Linked DNA regions of Macaca mulatta: region 2 is linked to region 1. Evidence: chromatin contacts called from public Hi-C data. All regions are on one chromosome and are shown on one strand. The core of a region is the stretch at or near the end of the contact, and the rest is flanking DNA. Distances in the headings are between cores, read along the strand shown. Region 1 holds the start of CHRM5 (cholinergic receptor muscarinic 5). Region 2 holds the start of KATNBL1 (katanin regulatory subunit B1 like 1).

Region 1 (6,944 bases), core at 785-3,284:
GTTCTCACTGGCACAAGACAGCTTCATAGACACATACATACTGCACAAAATTCTATGACAGGTTTCCACAGGAAAAGGTTTCCACCTGGTCTCTGCTATTTCCTACAGAAGGGACAAAAGTTCCCTGAGTCACTGTTCACTGTTACCCAGTGTGCTTCCTCCTGTGAAGGGCCATGAGCCTATCTCTTTACTTCATTGGCAAACTCCAGTGGCATCAAATGGCCTTGGTCATAGACAAGAGTCATTTAATACGACAGCAATTGCTGCAGCTGTGACCCCTTCCATTTGGCAACAGACCTTGAGCCTTTACAAATATCTTCAAGGACTCAAAATGAGATGTTTTCTTTTTGAAAATATACAAACCAGAATCAGCTTGCTCTTCCTCAGAGGATGTTGACTGTGGTCACTGTTCTTTTGAGAGGAGTCGTTAACTTTTCAGGGTAGCTTGCTGTTCCCCTGCCAGTACAACTTCTCTTCCACTTTTTTCTTTTTCCATCGGCAGAGAAGCAGCATCTTAAAGGTCTTCCTGAAGGTTCTGTTGCAGAGGGCATAGCAGATGGGGTTGACAGTGCTATTGACATAGCACAACCAGTAGCCCAAGTGCCACAGGGTGACTGGGACACACTTGTCACAGAAGGTAGAAACCAGGACCATGATGTTATACGGGGTCCATGTGATGATGAAGGCCAGGAGAATGGCACTCAGTGTCTGGGCTGCTTTCCTCTCTTTGACTAGGACCATTCTCTTTCGTTTGGTCATTTGATGGCTGGGGTTGGGATTGAGGCCTTTCGTTGAAGGCTCCTTGGCCACTGGGAAGGAGCAGGGCATGATTTTCACCTTGTGACAGCCGTTGTTGTTCTCCTGGGTCCCGTCAGCTTTTACCACCAATCGGAACTTATAGGCCACACATTTCTGACTCTTGGGTCTATGAGCAGCTGCTGGAGACAGAAAGTAGTTTGGGGTGTCAGAGTCATGTTTTTCAGTTTGAGCTTTCACAAAAGTTTCCTCAGCGTCTTCAGAACTGAATTCTTCCCCTGGGCTTTCCTTACCCCGACTCTTGTAGACCACTTGGAGGACAGGGTCAGTGGCGGGCTTGTCCTCATCCTCTGAGGAAGGGTAACTGCTACAGGTGGTGAGCTGCTCAGCTTTGGCCTGGTTGGTGCTTGGGTCAGTGGCTTGGGATGGCTTCCCACTGGTGGAGGCGCTCCTGCGGGAGGATGACCAGGAGGTCTGGTTCCTTTCCCTCTGGGCCAGGGTGGGTCGAGGACAGCGCAAGCAAGATCTGAACGGAGCCCTATGAGCTGGCTTTCTCTTCTCAGCTTCGGTCACAGAGTCAGAACCCTGGAGGTCAGCCAGGTCCTTGGTTCGCTTCTCTGTTTCCCGGTAGATTCGACAGTAGAGGATGGTCATGACAGAAACAGGGATGTAGAAAGCAGCAATGGCAGTGCCAAAAGTGATGGTGGGCTCTGAGAGAAACTGGATCTGGCACTCATCCAGTGGAACTGTCCGCTTCCCAACCAAGTACTGCCAGCAGAGGATTGCTGGGGCCCAGAGGATGAAGGAGATCAGCCAGGCCAAGCCAATCATGACGCCAGCCCTTTTCGGAGTACGCTTGGCCCGATACGTCAAGGGTCTTGTGATGGAAAAGTAACGGTCAAAACTGATCACCAGAAGGTTCATGACAGAAGCGTTGCTGGCCACGTAGTCCAGTGCAAGCCAAAGGTCACAAGCCAGACTCCCAAGAGCCCAGCGTCCCATGAGGATGTAGGTGGTGTAGAGGTTCATGGAGAAGATCCCAATGATGAGATCTGCACAGGCTAAGCTGAGCAGGTAATAGTTGTTAACTGTCTTGAGCTGGCTGTTGACTTTGAAGGAGATCATGACCAAGACATTGCCCACAATAGTGATCAGGCTTACCACAGCAGTCACTGCTGCAATGCTGATGACTTCCCACAACCTGTGGCGTTCCAAAGGCTGGTGATATACTGGGGTGCCATTGACGGTGGTTGCATTGTGGTAAGAGTCCCCTTCCATCCTGGTGCAAAATTTTTATATTAGAATAGTCTTAGGTTCTAGGCTGTTCTCGATTTCAGCTCTTGTTGGCCAGCATCTGGAAGAGAGGGAAACACATGAGCTCCGCACAGCAGCATGACTTTCTTGTCCATTCATTGTTTATAGTTTCTAACAATATTAAACGTGGCTGCACACATATTCAGAGCAAGATGCTGGGTAAAGTTTGATCACCCATTTTTAATGGCATCTTTTGCTGCCATTAATGGCAGCTTTTGCTGCTAATGGCCTAGTGCCCTTCTTCTGCGTGAGGCTGCTGCCCTCTTGTGGCAATTTTAAAAAGGGCTGGGAAGACGAGGAGGGTGAAGGGAAAGGAAAAATAAAAGGATTGTTGAGAAGCAGTAAAGAGGGGAAAGCAGGGATGTTAAATCACCTTAGATTGCAGTGGCCGTAAGGGCAGAGACCTTATTTTTTTTAAGATTCTGGTGATAAATACCTAAATTGTCATGCACTGGGGAAAAAGTGGTATCTATTCTATAGTCCCAGTCTCCATTATTAAACATTACTGAGGTGCTGTTGTGAGCCAAGACCATATTATACCGCTTCTTTTTGCCCTAATGCACAAACTGCAAGTGCATGCCTGGTTTTCATCTAGGGGATTTGACATTTGCCCCCGCTGCTGAAGATAAGGACCTTCTCTCTGTTCCTGGACTATTTGCAATATCATAGAATCGTTTTAGGTTATCTTTTTTCTGATTGTAGAGTGATATATTCCTCATAAAAGTTTGAACAATGTCAAAATGTAAATCTTAGAAAGCAAAAGTCTCTTCTAATTCCATCTTGCAGAGGTAATCAATGCTAACAGTTTAGTGTATATTTTGGCATTTTCCCATATGCATATACTAATAAATAAATATTTAAATACAATTGCCCCTATGCATATACTAATACTTTTACCATTTACAATTTGAATTTTGTTTTTAACTTAACAAATGAATTATCACGGACAGCTTTTGTATCAGTACATCGAGAGCTATCACTTTCATTGTACATTATTCCACTTAATGGATGTACTATATTTAATTAGCCCTCTGTTGACAAATTTTAACTTTTAAAACTAAAAGGAAATTTTCCTTTTGTAGATTAAAAAAATCTATGTACATGATAAAGATTTCAGTGGGTACCAAAGGATAAATGGCAGGAATTAGGTCTCCCTCCCACCTCTGACCTCCAAGCTTGCAAGCCCCCCTTTTCAGAGGTAATCACTGCTACCATTTATTTTTCCTTCTAGAGATACATGTGCATACAATGTATATTTGATGATATATAACAAATACCACCTTGACATGATAATGGGCGGTAAAAGGAAAAAAAAATCTTTTTTTTTTTTTTTTCGGAGGGGGACGGAGTCTCGCTCTGTTGCCCAGGCTAGAGTACAGTGGCGCTATCTTGGCTCACTGCAAGCTCTGCCTCCCGAGTTCACGCCATTCTCTTGCCTCAGCCTCCAGAGTAGCTGGGACTACAGGTGCCCACCACCACGCCCGGCTGAGTCTTGCTCTTGTCGCCCAGGCTGAAGTGTAGTGGTGCCATCTCGGCTCACTGCAACCTCCACCCCTCGGGTTCAAGCAATTCTCCTGCCTCAGCCTCCTGAGTAGCTGGGATTACAGGTGCCCGCCACCATGCCCGGCTAATTTTTGTACTTTGTAGTAGAGGTGAGGTTTCACCATGTTGGCCAGGCTGGTCTCGAACTCCCGACCTCAGGTGATCTGCCCGCCTCAGCCTCCCAAAGTTCTGGGATTATAGGCGTGAGCCACCGTGCCCAGTGAAAATCTTTTTGTTGACCCTTAAAATACCCCATGTGGGCAATTTTGTTTAATGGGGTATTTCTGCTCTACCAAAAGTCTTGACACTTTTTTGATAACAGTAACTGACATAAAGATGACAAATTTGTGAAGGGCTACAGTTTTCTTGGCTTTGCTTTATATTTCCAGCTGTAATTTTGGGTGTTTTCGTAACACCTCAAATTCAACATGGAATCCAGTTGATGATATTGTCTTGCACCGGAAACCAGCTTCTCCCATCTTCCCAATCTTGCTTGCTTCTTCACCTCCTGAACACATGCAGTCTCACTGACCCACGAAGGCCCCTCTTTTTGGTCCCTCTCCATTCCTGATGCTCCATCTGCTACCTTCTACCTCTAACACCTTGGCGTTGTCAACATTTTTCAAGCTGTTAAAGCAAATTCTAAGGTTGCCAGGTCATTAGGTAGAGATTCCCTGGCATCTGAAAAAACCAAAGTTACTCTACACTCTACAATTCTCTGGGCAAATGTCTTCACAGATGGTCTTCCAATGGTCAGATCTAAGCCACACAGTGCCAAAAAGGGCCTGTGGAAGTCCCGTTCTCCTTTATTCTTTCTTTTCTTCCTTCCTTTCCTGCCCCCCTCATATTTGAATGTTTATTATGGGACAGACTCTAATGCTGGTGATACCACGGAACAGGCCAGTGTCTCTGCTCTTAAGACACTAGTTGGGAATGTGGATAAATAAGCAGATAGAAATCGCAGGCGTGCAGCAGGCCATAGGCACACCTGTGAAGGACCTCCAACCTCGTTGAGTGGACATGGGAAGCACTTCCTGAGGAAGAGACCTAAGGGACCAGACTTGAAGAATGAATCACCAATAGCTAGACAAACGGTGGGTGGAGGCTGGGGATGGTAGTGCCAGAATGTTTCAGACAGGGAAGGGAGGAGCTTGTTTGTCAGCCCAGAGGCAAAAGAGGAGGAATGGAAAGAAACAAGGTAGCTGGAGCCAAAGAAACCTGAGAAGTGAAAGGTGAAACTGGAGAGGCTGGCAGGAGAAGGAGGTGCAGGAGAGGACCTGAGAGAAAAGTCAGTTTTCTGGAAGAGCTGTGTCAGCTACTTGCAGACTCCCCATCTACTCTGAAGGTAGTCCCAACATCCAGGTGTTGAGGAACATTAGTCTGGAGAGAAGTAGTAAAATGATCTGACGGCTTGCTGAATTTCTCTAATCAATTCTTCAAAATAGGAATACATAGTGTTTTGGAAGGATTTAATTTTTCCATTTAATTTTATTATCAGGTGGTAAGCAATTTACGGAAGGTTCTGGGAATTTGGATGGGCACGTACTCCTTTGGCCACATGTATAACCTGGGTACTTCTTTTTCTTCTGTTTACTCATTAAAAAAAATAAGGAGGCCGGGCACGGTGGCTCACGCCTGTAATCCCAACACTTTGGGAGGTCGAGGCAGGTGGATCGCCTGAGGTCAGGAATTCGAGACCAGCCTGGCCAACATGGTGAAGCCCCGTCTCTACTAAAAATGCAAAAGTTAGCTGGGCATGGTGGTGTGTGCCTGTAATCTTAGCTACTTAGGAGGCTGAGGCAGGAGAATCACTTGAACTTGGGAGGTGGAGGTTGCAGTGAGCCAAGATCTTGCCACTGCACTCCAGCCTGGGCGACAGAGTGAGACTCCTTTTCTTTTTTTTTTTTTTTTTTTGAGACAGAGTCTCGCTCTGTCGCCCAGGCTGGAGTGTAGTGGCCGGATCTCAGCTCACTGCAAGCTCTGCCTCCCGGGTTCACGCCATTCTCCTGCCTCAGCCTCCTGAGTAGCTGGGACTACAGGTGCACATCACCACACCAAGATAATTATAATTTTTTGTATTTTTAGTAATGATGGGGTTTAATCATGTTGGCCAGGCTGGTCTCAAACTCCTGGCCCCAAGTGATCCACTCACCTCGGCCTCCAAAATGCTGAGATTACAGGTGTGAGCTACTGGGCCTGGCCTCATTTATTTACCTTTTTTTTTTTTTTTTTTTTTTTTTTTTGAGATAGAGTTTCACTCTTTTCGCCCAGGCTGGAGTGCAATGGCATGACCTTGGCTCACCACAATCTACACTTCCCAGGTTCAAGTGATTCTCCTGCCTCAGCCTCCTGAGTAGCTGGGATTACAGGCATGTGACACCACGCCCGGCTAATTTTGTATTTTTAGTAGAGACAGGGTTTCTCCATGTTGGTCAGGCTGGTCTCGAACTCCTGACTTCAGGTGATCTGCCCGCCTCAGCCTCCCAAAGTGCTGGGATTACAGGCGTGAGCCACTGTACCTGGCTTATTTATTTTTAAGATGTTTTAAAATTGTTTTCAAGCAACCATTTGTTCCTTTTTTTCCCAACATTTATCTTAAGTCCAGGGATACATGTGCAGGAGGTGCAGGTTTGTTACATAGGTAAACGTGTGCCAGGTGGTTTGCTGTACAGTTCATCCCATTATCTAGGTATTAAGCCCAACATCTATTACCTATCCTTCTTGATGTTCTCCCTCCTCCCACCCCCATCCCCACAGGCTCCAGTGTATGTGGTTTTCCTGGATGTGTCCATGTGTTCTCTCATCATTCAGCTCTTACTTATAAGTGAGAACATGCGGTGTTTAGTTTTTGTTCCTGTGTTAGTTTGCTGAGGATAACAGCTTTCAACTCCATCTGTGTCCCTGCAGAGGACATAATCTCATTCCTTTTTATGGCTGCATAGTATTCCATGGTGTATACGTACCACATTTTTTTATCCAGTCTAATGTTGATGGGCATTTAGGTTGATTCCATGTCTTTGCTATTGTGGATAGAGCTGCAATGAACATACACGTGCATGTATCTTTATAATAGAATGAGTTATATTCCCTTGGGTATATACCCAGTAATGAGATTACTAGGTCAAATGGTTTGTCTGCCTCTAGGTCTTTGAGGAATTGCCACACAGTATTCCACAACGGTTGAACTAATTTACACTCCCACTAGCTTTTCAATATGAGCATTTAGTGCTATAAATTTCCCTCTTAACAGAGCTTTAGCTGCATCCCAGAAATTCTTGTACTTTGTCCCTTTGTTTCAGTTTCAAAGAACTTCTTGATTTCTGTCTTAATTT
Region 2 (7,143 bases), core at 3,005-5,504, 150 kb before region 1:
CCCCCAACATTGACACTTCACCCCCACCCGCACCCTGACCCCCAGGTAGTCTTAATTCCTGGACTTTCCTTTTCCAAGGCAGCAGTCAACTGTACTGTGTTCTTCTCTATCTTGGAAAAATCACTAAACGGGTTAATTAGGGGTGCGGGTGTTTTTCAGAGAGAGACACAATCACTGCTCCAGGCATTGTTGTATATGTTGTATATCGGTTCTACCATTTCCCAGCAGCCCCTGAGAGGAGAGTGTTGTTATCCCCATTGCACATTAAGGTAAAAACCGGTATAGAAAGGGCCCAAAGGCAGCAATCTAGGCTTTAGATAGAGATGAGCGTTGCTCCAAGGCTAGTCTAACATGCTGCCCCCACCACGTTCCACCTGGTGACAGTGTAGCTAATTGCAGGAAACGTGCTTGCTGGAGAAGAGAGATGGTGTCTTGAGATTCAGATTTGAAAGTCTATAAATATCAAACATTATCATAGTCATAAATGTTTCTGGGTCACCTGCTTCTCAGTTGTTCAGTTATAATAGAGGGCCGTAGATGTATCAGACACAAGCTATCTTAAAAATAGGATCCCCTATCACTCAACACCTCCCTACCACCCACCCTTCACCCCCCAAAAAGCTACCAGGGGTTTGGTTTGGTTTTGTCTGGGGGAGGGGTTTGCTTACTGCTTCTGCCACCAAGCAGGGCATCAATATATGGTGGTGTTTGAAATAATCATGAATCTTGTAAACTGGGAGTGAGATGTATTCATTTCCACTGCTACTGCCTTATCTGAAATGTTTCCTACTGCCATTACTTCCTTCCACAGCCTGCAAAGGAAGGTAGGGAAGGGAGGAGCAGAAGAAAAGGGACTGACTTCTTACTTTGACTGCCAAAGTCACCTGCCTAGAATTTTCCAAAGGTGCTGAGGCTGCAGTGTGGAATGGATGAACTGTTGCTGTCTTTTAGGTCCCTTCAGGCATTGTCCTCAGTCAGGATCAGCATCGGTCTCAGTCGATGAGAATGACGTACAATGCAGTAAATGATACGGCTCCTAGGACCCTGGACTGAACTATACTTTTATACCTAATGTTCTTGCCATCAGTCTTTCCTCCCTACTCCTAGCCATCCAGCGTCCTGGTGACAAATCAACCCTTCTTCTTCTTCTTCTTGTTTTTGTTTGTTTGTTTGTTTTTAAGAGAATGTTTTTAAGAGACAGGGTCTCGCTCTCTTGCTGGAATACAGTGGCATAATCATAGCTTACTATAATCTTGAGCTCCTTGGCTCAAGTGATCCTCCCACCTCAGCCTCCCAAGTAGCTAGGACTACAGATATGCGCCACCATGCTGGACTATTTTTTAATTTTTTTGTAGAGATGAGGTGTTGCAGTGTTGCCCAGGCTGGTCTCAAACTCCTGGCCTTAAGCGATCCTTTCACCTTGGCCTCCCAAACAGATCAATCCTTCTAAAGAACTGACTTAGTCATTCCCCTGCTCAATTGTCTTTGTTGTCTCCTTGCACCTCAAACACTTTGCTTGATAATTCCAGGGCTTCACAACCTATCAGGTGCCTTACATACCTTTTCAATCTTCACTCTTGTGACTCTTCCAAGCGCTTTTCCCTCCACTCAAATCAGAATAGACTGCAGTACTATAACTTACTTTGCATTTCCCCCTCTCTGTCTGGAACACCCTGTCTGTCAAAATCCTCTCCAGCTCACCAGGCCCAGCTCCACCATCCCTCCCCTGCTTGCCATCAAGCAGTGTACACAGGACTGCATGGCAGCTCTTTTCTCATGTGGGTCACTCTACACATTGTCCTTGAATGATTCTGCACCCCACAGAGAGGGGGATGTGAGGCTGGAAGGCTGGCTTAGCTGCCTGTTCTCTCGGAAGGAATGAAGGAATGGCCAGAGGAGTAGACTCCCTTGGAGACTGCCCACTGCGAAGGCTATCAGTGAACCACCTTTTTGTACACAAGCACTGATGTAGGGATTTTTTTTAATGTATGGGCTCTACCTTTTTTTAGTAAGAATTCAAATTTTATTGAGCCCCAAGGGGGAAAAATTCAACTTTATTGATAGCAAAAGTATCAATGAAGAAAGTTGCCTTGCATTTTCATCAGTAAAATGACAGTATTGGTATATATTCCAAAAGAAGCAATGCAAGGGTAGGTTTCCTTATTTTTATGTGTAATTATGAGAGGTGAGGGCCTGGGCTGCCCATCACTGATAGAAACTTTATAACTTGGCTCTGGAAATCTCCTGCCTGAGATCCTGTGCCCTAACAAGCTCTAGGAATGAGAATATCAAGGTTCTTCTCTGGCCTCCAGCAACTGGAGGCCTTGCATTAGCTGAGATTCTTCTGTGTTAACACAGCAGATTCCTTGAGTTCCAGGACGCCATTCCTTGTCTTACCTCTTCATTTAGCCTCCCTTGAGGATGAGGATGTTCTAGTACGCTCTTTTTACTCTATTCTTCTGACAAGAGGCCAGCACAGTGCCTTCTGCATAGAGGGTCATCAAGAAATTCCTGTTTATGATGATGAAGAAACAACTTGAGAGAAAGTGACTGCACTCATGTGTGTTGAATTTTTATTTCCTTTAAAACAACACACCTACTTAATGGAAGTCATATTCAGGAAATATTCTTCATTGTACATCCATGGAACCAAGGGCTCCAGCTTCCTTTACTCACCTAGCTGGACTCTCTCAACAGTACCTCCTGTTAACAGATGTGGCCCCACACATAGCCATGTATGTGCCTGCTTATGGTTTTGGTACAATCGAGAAGCTCTGAAAGGTGTTGCTTATGCAAAATATCCTAAAACTATTTTCCCACTGCCCTAAAGTCCTGCCTCAATTTTCACCATTACTTTTTTTTTTTTTTTTTTTAAAGTAAGGGCTCTGTTACTAGGGAGGAAAAATACATAAAGTTTTAACAGCCTGATGACATCTTAGTTCTGATCAGTTTATCTGACAGGCCTCCCATTGCTCGGAACTCCCACGACATTTAGGAGATACCTTTTGTCACAGCAATGTATAGGAATGATCTCTTTTCCTGTGTTTCCAAGCCACTGTAAGCTGCTTTGGGTGATTTCCAGCACCAGGCACAATTTGCCTGGCACATGGCGGGCCTTCAAAAAGATTGTTAAACCAAATTTAAGCAGCCTGCTCCCTAGGCAAGCCTTGTAGAGTTCCAAATGAGTGCCTGAAAAAGCAAGCCAAGGATGTAGTCTTGTGGTGAGGAAGTTTTCCATCAAATGCACTGCTTTGACCGATTTCTGCAAAGGGCGAGAGAACTACCATAGACAAACTTGCTCCTGTCACAGCTTGGCTAACCTTGACCCGTGGCTTATCTATGAAGGCGAGCAGCCTGGTTCTAATGAAGAGAATTGCCATCAGTAATTAAAAGTGCATCATCTACAGACCCAGCCCTAACCTCATAATCTAGTGTTCCTCATCCCAACAAGACCGAACCGGCTTCCTGAGGACAGGTTCTGCATCATGTACATTTCTTGTATTCTTAAGAGTCGAGCACAAAGTTTGGCACATAATAGGAACTAAAAAAATGATGACTAACAAATATGTAGTGCTTACCAAATGCCGGGCACTCCTCCAAGCATTTTATATGTGTTAAGTCATTTAATCCTCACAACACTAAGAGGCAGATACTATTGTTATTATCCTTATTTTACAGAAGGGGGAAGCAAAGCACCTAGGAGTTTATGTGACTTGCTCAAGATCACACAGTTACACAATCCATGCTTTCAGAAACTATGCCTTAGTGCGTTTATTAATTAGTATCATTTTTATTTTTATAGAGACGGGCGGAGGTGGGGGATGGAGGGGAGTTGTCCCCATGTCGTCCAGGCTGGTCTTGAATTCCTGGGCTCAAGCAAACCTCCTGCTTCGGCCTCCCAAAGTGCTGGGATTACAAGTGTAAGCCACTGTGCCAGACCCTTAGTGTATTTAAACAGGTGTGAATGAATAAATCTCTCCCGGAACCATAACTTTATAGAAAATTGTTTGCACCTCCTGGTACACCACTAAGGCACGGAGGTTGTCCCTAGCGCAGGGTCGGTCATTCGTTGACCTTTACCCACCCTCAGTTCCTATCGCAGTATTACTTCTCGCGCCATAGCAAGCCTACCGTGCGTAGCTCTCGCCACCAGGGGGCACTGTGGCCACACGTCCTTTCCCCCTCCGGCGCTTCGCGACCCCCAGAGGGGCGGAGCCAACGTTGGGCGGAGCCCGCGAGACGCCCACAGCGCCAGCTATCCCGGCGGGCCGCGCGCGCGGCCGCGTTTGAATGGCCCCTGACTGGGACTCGGCCCAGAAGCCGAAGGACGCTCTAGGCTGCCGGGCGCGGATCGTCAGCGCCGAGCCTGGGCTGAGGCGCCGCGGTACCATGAGGCGCCGGTAAGTGACTGCCGAGCTGGTGCGAGCCCCGCGCCCGCAGCTGCCCTGCCCTGGCAGCGCTTCTCCAGCCGGGCTTGGCCGCGCCCTGGGCCCACCTGCAGGCCCCGCGGCGGCCTCGGCTCGGCCGGGCTCGCGGCCGCGCTGCGGGGTCGCGGGCCGGGGTGGCAAGGGCGGGGCTGAGCCCCTCAGCTGGCCGCGGCGGGGAGGGTCAGGCGGCGGGCGCTGGGGGGCTCCAGGGGCCTGGGCCGGGAGAGGCGTGGACGGAACTGTTGTCACTTATTTATCTTCGGGTGGAGTCGACAGCTGCACCCGGGGAAGGGGAAGGACAGAACGAGTGTGGGGCGAGCTGTTTTGAGGACAGGTTTTCCGCAGAGCGCCTAGGCCCGGCCCAGGCATTTCCTTATTTTCCGACGGGTCCTCGGATTCCTGACAGATGAGCTTTTGTTTCGCAGGACAAAAACTTGACGTTATGCATAAGAATTGTCGGTTGCAACTTTAAAAACCTTACTGTATTTTCTGAAAAGTTGGTCTGTAACAGTATCTAGGCTTTTACTACGCTCTTAAATTGCTTAAGTATGGAGATAAGAAAGAGTTTTTTTGTGGCTTCTAAAGCTCCTTGAAAACAGAGGTACCTATGTCAGTTTCTTTGCTGATTAAAAAAAAATTGTAAGAGAAATTAGTTCTGTAATAATCATCAGTTCAGCACTCGCGAGAATTATTAGAAACTAGTCCACCTAATAGCTTAAATCTGCTGGTTTTTTGGAGTTTCTTTGGATAGCCAGCTTCAGACTTGAATTGAAACATCATCCATTGAGGCTTTTACTTGGCTAATAACTAATATTAGCCAATAATAATATTAGCCAGTGTGATGATAAGGATGGACAATATTTATTTTGTGCTTTCTATGCCCTAGGCGTATTAAGAGCTTTGCTTTGGGACAGATACTGTTATCCCCATTTTGACAGTGAAGAAACTAAGGCACAGGGAATTTTAGTATTGTAACTTGTACCGTGCAGGGTTACATAGCTAATATAATTAACACCCAAGCAGGCTGACTCCACGCTTTTAACTCTGCTGCTCTACTACTGCCTTTATCTGTGGCTCTTTTTAGTTTACAAAGCCCTTTCATTTCATTTATTTCAACTTCGGAGACCTGAGTGTGCTTTTGTGTACACATACATTCATTCATACACCATTCAAGTTTTCTGCTCTTGATTATACTTAAGGTTTGTGTCTGAACAAAAATCCATTGACTATTTTAAGATAAATAGAGTTCATAAGTTTTATGTGTGTGTTATAATTTATATTTTGAATTCCTTTATGTCCTTTCCTGAAAGTTTTGAAAGTGTTAGTCTTAGCAACTTATGTATTACTTTAAAATTAAAAATTATATGTTAAATGTTTTCACCCCTAAAACTTATTGAGTGGTTATTCTGTGCTTGAAATGGTTATACTTAAACTAATACCTCCTTGACAAGGAATAAAGTTCAAAAGCAAAATCACTTAGTAAGAAATCAGCAGTTTACACTTATTTATAGCAGAGCTTTTAAATGTTGTTCATCAGTCACAAAGCTTTTGATGGCCTATATGCCCAACAGGGTGGTAGACCCAATTGGCTATACAAAAGGAATGTGCCGCAAGAATGACACTATGGACTTTGGGGACTTGGTAGAGAGTGGGAGGGAGATGAGGGATAAAAGACTACACATTCGGTACAGTGTTCACTGCTCGGGTAATGGGCGCACCAGAATCTCAGAAATCACCACTGAAGAACTGATCCATGTAACCAAACACTACCTGTTCCCCAAAAACCTATTGAAATAAAAAATAATAAAACTTAATAAAATAAGAAATGTGCCAGGGCAACCAACCTTAGGGAGATTAATCTAGTTTGGGTTATGAGATTAAAAACAAAAAATATGTATGACACTCTTCATTAGTACAGTGGATGAATGCAGAACTGAACTGGGTAAAGCTTCTGCAAAGAACCAACAATTGGAGGATTTATGTAGGGCACTGAATAGAAGGGTGGATGGTGGGACTAGGCAAGGTTGGTAATCCCGGCACTTTGGGAGGCCAAGACAAGAGGATCCCTGGAAGCCAGGAGTTCGAGAGCAACCTAGGCAACATAGCGAGACCACATCTCTACAGAGAATATAAATTTTTTTTTTTTTTTTTTTTTTGAGACGGAGTCTTGCTCTGTAGCCCGGGCTGGAGTGCAGTGGCCGGATCTCAGCTCACTGCAAGCTCCGCCTCCCGGGTTTACGCCATTCTCCTGCCTCAGCCTCCGGAGTAGCTGGGACTACAGGCGCCCGCCACCTCGCCCGGCTAGTTTTTTGTATTTTTAGTAGAGACGGGGTTTCACGGTGTTAGCCAGGATGGTCTCGATCTCCTGACCTCGTGATCCGCCCGTCTCGGCCTTCCAAAGTGCTGGGATTACAGGCTTGAGCCACCGCGCCCGGCCGAGAATATAAAATATTTTGCCAGGCATGGAGGCAAGTGCCTGTAGTCCCAGCTACTTGGGAGGCTGGGGTGGGAGGATCGCGTAAGCCCATGAGGTCAAGGCCACAGTGAGCGGAGATTGTGCCACTGCACTTCAATGCAGCAACAGACCAAGACCCTGTCTGTAAATATACAGTAAATAAGGGTGGATGGGCCGGGCACGGTGGCTTACGCCTGTAATCCCAGCACTTTGGGAGGCCGAGGCGGGCAGATCACTTGAGGTCAGGAGTTCAAGACTAGC

The links. Hi-C and Micro-C count contacts between places; a contact is called where the count stands out from the background.
Region 2: a Hi-C map of liver shows a contact between it and region 1, with 7 times the contacts expected there. The contact joins the promoter of KATNBL1 here to the promoter of CHRM5 in region 1. A contact is called at or near these places in 6 of 14 Hi-C or Micro-C datasets (CD4 T cells, blood, cortical neurons and 3 more).

What each region holds. Positions count from the first base shown.
Region 1 is chr7:11,252,430-11,259,373 of T2T-MMU8v2.0, reverse strand. CHRM5 (cholinergic receptor muscarinic 5) reads right to left here and starts at 2,034. Exons shown (of 1, transcript NM_001032931.1): 1 at 436-2,034. The coding sequence starts at 2,034. The coding sequence ends at 436.
Region 2 is chr7:11,402,845-11,409,987 of T2T-MMU8v2.0, reverse strand. It overlaps KATNBL1 (katanin regulatory subunit B1 like 1), which reads left to right and starts at 4,254. Exons shown (of 11, transcript XM_077939076.1): 1 at 4,254-4,400.